2 separate regions of the Sus scrofa genome follow, and region 1 is linked to region 2. A link is a contact called in public Hi-C data. All regions are on one chromosome and are shown on one strand. The core of a region is the stretch at or near the end of the contact, and the rest is flanking DNA. Distances in the headings are between cores, read along the strand shown.

The links. A called contact is a pair of places that touch in the nucleus more often than the background predicts.
Region 1: a Hi-C map of skeletal muscle shows a contact between it and region 2, with 7 times the contacts expected there. The contact joins two enhancer-like sites. A contact is called at or near these places in 1 of 5 promoter capture datasets (liver), 37 of 47 Hi-C or Micro-C datasets (adipocytes, adipose tissue, alveolar macrophages and 19 more) and 2 of 2 datasets of contacts at active chromatin or transcription factors (alveolar macrophages and skeletal muscle).

What each region holds. Positions count from the first base shown.
Region 1 is chr7:8,059,669-8,062,791 of Sscrofa11.1, forward strand. All of the region lies in intron 1 of NEDD9 (enhancer of filamentation 1), which reads right to left. Among named protein-coding and RNA genes, the nearest start is that of NEDD9, 32 kb to the right of the region's middle. Within about 2 kb of position 1,328, at least 13 of the 83 cell types and tissues checked have an H3K27ac peak or open chromatin away from gene starts, as enhancers often do. A contact at or near this core is called in skeletal muscle, where this site is marked.
Region 2 is chr7:7,791,496-7,794,444 of Sscrofa11.1, forward strand. No RefSeq gene overlaps it. Among named protein-coding and RNA genes, the nearest start is that of SMIM13, 18 kb to the left of the region's middle. Within about 2 kb of position 1,321, at least 4 of the 83 cell types and tissues checked have an H3K27ac peak or open chromatin away from gene starts, as enhancers often do. A contact at or near this core is called in skeletal muscle, where this site is marked.

The sequences.
Region 1 (3,123 bases), core at 78-2,577, 270 kb after region 2:
GAAGGCCAGCTAGGGTTGGGGCTGAGTCAGAATTAGAGAACACCCTCAAAGAATCAGCTCTTCAGAGTTCAGGGTTTCCCACCCCAGCCCCCTCTGAACTACACTCTACCAGGCTGCAGAGTCTTGACCTCACATGTAAGGCTCTAATCAGATAAGCCCACCACAAACCCTTCTTTATTCTCAAGACCCTTGCTCCATTCAAGCCCCAGCTAAACTCAAGCCATCACAGGGTAGGGCCAGCCTTCATGAGTTATTTTGAGACGGGCAGACTGTCATCAGTGCAGGCTGCCAACTTTCTCAGGCTACTCGGAATGATTATGGGTAAAGTCTGCTTTGGATTTGTTGGAAGAGGGGGAGACTTACAATGTATTTGGTTCAGGCAATTCATTTTAATGGTTCTGCTTTCCAAATTTCCTACAAGCATAATCACAGCCCATTTTCACAGTCCCTAGACTGTCAGATCCTGTGTATATAAAATAAAGAACTAGAAAAAATGGGAACTTTAAAATCTTTAAGTTAAAGTAGTGGTACAAATGTTATTTGGGACGCTGTGAAACAGTATTCAGAATTACCTTCTAGCCATTAGACGCTCACCGTGACAGAAAGACTGCTTTTGCCATGTTTCTAGATATGGTAAAGATCAGGTACACCGTTTAGAAATCATAGGCTTGAAGATATCGCCTCCTTTTTAAGGATTAAAAAGTATGTGTAACCTACTCTATCACATTTAAGATGGGGAAAAAAAGTGTGTGTGTGGCGGGGGTGGGGATTGGGTTTCCTTTCTATTATCTGCATGTTCATTCTTGGGGCAGCTTTATTCATCAAAATAAGCTTTCTTGTTTTCTTAGAATGTGTTTAGGAGGGTTTTCTAAAACGTCTTCCTTATGTTTGCTAATTTGTTGGTTCTGAAGCCTTTTCCCATTTCATCAAGTTCACCTTCGGAAAGGGATAGAGAAAAATTAGGGGCTTGCTCCCCCTGGTGCCTGGTTGGAGAACTGCACCTTCGTGTCGGAGCCCCTGCGAACGGTTAAGAGTGCCCTCTAGTGTACAGAAGCAGAGCAACGCTACAAGTTAAATTACCAGTTAAATATTCATGAAAAATACTAAAACTACAAATTACTACAACTACAGGGGAGAAATGACGAATTATGCCCGATGAGCCAAGATAAGGACCACCGTGTGTGTATTGTTTCTTTGGTTTTCCACTGCTATGGGACAAAAACATCCCCAAACGTAGTAGCTTAAAACAATGCTCGTTTATCCCATAGGGTTTCTGTGAGCCAGGAATTGAGAAGCAGCGCCGTTGGCTGGTTCTGCCTGGAGGTTCTTCACCAGACTGCAGTCAGATGGTGACTGGGGATCCTCAGTGTGTCGTTGGCCCACATGTCTGGTGGCTGAGCTGGTAAGATGTCAAGAGCTGGGGACCTCTCCCTGTCTCTCGAGTCCCTCAGCTGCCTTTCCAGAATAGCCAGGCTTCTTTCAGGTTGGGTCATTGCTTCCAACCTGGAGGAAGCGGTGTTGTTTTCTATGACCTGGCCTTAGAAGTCAAGCAGAATCATCTCTGCTGTGCTCCCTTGAAAGAAGCGGTTACAGAGTGCCACCCAAGTTCAAGGGGAGGGAATGGTACCCCCACTTGGGAAGGGATATATGTTTGTGTGGCCATTTTTGTCCAAATAAATCAACAATTTTTTACTTAATTCTACCCCCAAATTACATGTGGTTGCCACTATCACTATCCCAATTTTACAATTAAGGGAATGAGATAGAGACATTAAAAATTTTCTTCACAGGTGCTTTCAATATTATACTAGAGCACTGTCTAAGAAATCATGTAACATGTTATCCGTACGTGGTTTTTCAGTCTCAACGCTACTGACATTTTGGGTCAGGTGATGATTCATGTAAGAGCTATCCTGTGTATTGCAAGCTGTTCAGCAGCATCCCTGGCTCTCTTCACTCAATGCCAACAGCATCTCCTCTCTCCCCTCAGTCGTGATAACTAAAAATTTCTCCAGACACTGTCAGTGAGGGGGGAGGGAGCGACCAGGAATTTGCCCCCATTGAGAACTACTGTTTCACGGGAAGGTAACTTTATTTACTTTTGATCAGGCCAGACTCGACAAAGTTAGTATTCACTTACAGAGGCTCTCTATGTTGCAATTTATGACTATCTAGCAGAAGAAAAAATCCTACAGATGGTAGTTTTATTGCTTTAGCGGGCATTGATCAGTCTCAATCAAATTTGTATTTCAGCATTCTTTTCATCCACTGACTAGACATAATAGCTCTTCTTCTTTGAACTATCATTGTCATCATGCTAGTTCCTTTATTACTGAGTTAAATCTCTGCCAGTGGCACACACACACCACCATCTTGGTAGAAAGCAGAGAGAGAATTCTTTCCAAAGGGCAGGTAAGGCCATCATGGAGAGGTGCTACTGGGGTCTCCCTTCAGAGAAAGAACTAGCGGGTGAGCGGTAAAGCAGAGATAGGCTTAACTGACGTGCCTCTGGAATCCACACAGCAATAGCAGAGAACTACCTTGTCTACATGGCTCTGCCTGAAGCATCTAAAAGAATGGAATTGGCTTAAACTTAGCTGAGAGTGGAACAAAATGACAACAGCATTGCAAATGTTTAAACTTATAAAAACAGACATAAGGCTATCGTTGTTCCCTCGCCACAGGCTTGGCACATACTTAGCACTCAAATCTTTGTGGAACCAATCAAGAGTATATGCACTATTGTACTAGAAAAAGAATTCCCTGAAGTGGCTATTCTCTTCATCTTCCGAGAGTTCATGTCCCACTCTCTGGAACCCATGTTTTACCAGGGCCTCAGGTATATCAGCCACTTCTTGCTCCTCCTGGCCCATCAGCATGATGTCTTTGACATAAGGATGAGGTGGAGGTTTTGTGGGCTCAGGTGATCTAAATCACTTCCTATTTATTAATACAGAGGGCGACTAAGTTAACAGAGCCCTGAGGGAAAAGAGTAAGTGCTTCGCCCAACACAAGTACCAACTTCCTCTAAGCACTGCTTTAGGTGCATCTCATAAATGTTGATACATTGTTTTTCAATATATCAATTTAAAATATGTCTAATTTATATTTTAACATTTTCTT
Region 2 (2,949 bases), core at 71-2,570:
AGAAAAAAAAAAAGCAACAGATCTTTTTCTCACAGTGTACTCTGGGAGAAATTATAAATGCATTGGAGGTCTAAACGAAAATTAAACAAAAACAGAAACACATACAAACACAAGAAGAAATCATGGGTAAATCTTATATTTATAATCCCAGAGTGGAAATTTCTAACTATTAAAAAAAAAATCTGGACAATGAAAGAAATTTGACAACATTGCAAACAACAAAATAAGTCATAAGATAATTACGAATTGGGAAAAAATGTGTAATTTACATCACACAGTACTCATATAATTAATGTAATAAGGGTTTCCTAAAAATTGAGAAGGAGGACTCATAATCTGATTTTTAAAAATAAGCAAAGGTATGACTAGAGAGTTCAAAGGCCACTAGGAGCCCTCATTCACAATAACAGAAATGCACATCAGCCCTACGAGATTCTGTCTCCCATCTATCAGATTGAAGAGATCTCCAAAGCTTGACAATGCAAATTTTGGCAAGACTTTGTGAAAACACGTATTTTTTTACACTGCAAGCGGGGACCCAAAATGGTACAATTTCCGTGAAATGAAATTGGCACTATCTAGCAAAATTGCATATGCATTCACTCTTTTATCCAGCAATGATACTTCCAGGATTTTATCTCAAATGGTCCACTGTAAACATATGAAGCCATATGCAGAAGGCTGTTCACCATGGCTTCGTATGTTACAGCAAAAGGGGGGAATGACCCAAATCTTTCTCAGTAGAGAGTCAGTTGAAGAAGCTCTAGTATCTCCAGGAAATGACGTTCTTTGAAGTTGTCAAAAGAAACAAAGAGACAACTCTCACTTCCAGGTATGATGGAGCAGTTACCAGGAAATTGCTGCTCCCACTGAGAACAACTGGAAAAGATGGATACAGTGAAAACTCATCTGTTTGAAGTTTTTGGAGAGTGGCTGCAATAACCTGGCGTTGATGGGTCCAGAGACCAGAGAAGGGAATCTCACTGAAGTGAGCCCAACGTTCTGAAAGCTGCTTTTCTCCTCTTGGCATTTAGCAATTCCTGGCTTCTAGAAAGAGCCTGAGAGGCTAAGGAGAAGCCGGGAAGCTTGGAGCGCTCAGCAGTCTGAGAGGTCTGAGGAAACAAGACCTGGAGCATGAGGCTCCCAGATCAGCCAGGATTCAAGAAGCTAAGATTCCAGAAAAAAAAAAAAAAAAAAAAAAGAAGGGAGGTACAGAGATGTCAGCCTGATATTTGATGGTTTTCTCTTTAAAGTACTCGGTGAATCTTAGTCACATAAAGGGAAAGGCTAGGAAGCCAAGAAAAGCAGCTGGAAAACAGAGTGGAATTTTTGGCACTCTGATGTTGTGCAGCTAAAATCTGGAAATCAGGAACTGAGCAGGAGGCTGCACTCTGTAAATGCCGTAGGCTTTCAGTTGGGACCCTTCAGAGGGGGTCCGTTAGAGTAAATCCAGCCTCACCACAACTCAGCCTTGAATAACCTTAGTCCCTGATTGGATAGTTGCCTGGCAGACATAGACTGAATCGCTCTGGAGGAAAGTAACTTCACCAGATCCCTCTTTCAGGCACAGGAATCAGCAGCATTCAATCCCAAATCCCTAGGATCCAAGAAAGAGAGCCAAGAGAAAAAAAGCCTACTAGAAATACACTCACAGGTGTCCCGGATTATTGCAGTCATCAGTCACAGATTTAAAAATAATTGTCATTCATGTGATCATGAAAATAAATGAGAAGTTTTCCTAGGGAACTGGAATCCATGTCTTCCAAAGAGCAAACAGAAATTCTAGAACTGAAAACTATATAGTCATTAAAATTTGGGCTCAAAACGAGTTTAACAGCAAATTGGACACAGCTGAAGAGAGGACGGGTGAGCTGGAGAGAGGGCAGTAGAAATATATCCTGACTGCAGTACAGAAGACAAAAAGGATGGGAAATACAGAAATGCGTAAGAGACGTGTGACGTGGTCTATTACGTGAGACATTTTAACACATGTAATTGGAGTTCAAGAAGAGAAGCAAGAAAGGATGTAGCCAAAGCAATATTTGTGGAGATAATAACCCAAAATTTTCCAAAAGGGATAAAAATTTTGAGTCAGAGAGACAAAAATTACTCAGAACCCCAAGCAGGATAAAGGCAACAATACACTACACGTTGGCAATAAAACAAAATCAAAAGAGAAAGTCATAATAGCAAGTAGAGAGAAAAAAAAAGATGCATTATTTCCAAAGAGCAAAAATAAGGCTAAATGCTAAGTCTCAACAGAAATTATGGAAACCACATAATGAAATGACACCTTTAAAAGGCTGAAAGTAAATAACAACCAGTTTAGAAATCTGTACTTGGAGTTCCCCTTGTGGCTCAGTGGTAATAAACCTGACCAGTATCCATGAGGATGCGGGTTTGATCCCTGGCCTCGCTCAGTGGGCTGGGGGTCCGGAGTTGCCGTGAGCTGTGGTGTAGGTCGGAGACATGGCTCAGATCCTGCATTGCTGCAGCTCTGGTAGGCTGGCAGCTGTAGCTCCAATTCGACCCCTAGTCTGGGAACCTCCATATGCTGCAGGTGCAGCCAAGAAAGAAAGAAAGAGAGCAAGAAAGAAAGGCGAGAGAGAGAAAGAAAGAAAGAAATCTGTATGGGTGAAAATATCCTTCTAAAGTGGAGGCAAAATAAAGATATTTTCAGAAAAACAAACACTGAGGTTGCATATCACATATGTCACCAGTAGCATTGTTTGTATCTTTCTTGACAGAACTCTCTTTAAAATCCATCTAGAATCCAGTGTCTGATTGGGTGGGTATTTCTTTGTAAATTTTCCAGTTTTTTCCCCTAGGGATTCTCTCCCATACAGGATTCTATTCTTCCTGATTTTGCTGTATTTAAATTTTGCAGGAACTGTCCTACTTCATTGAGATTTTCAAGCACATTAACAGAATTGTACATAGTAGTCTTTC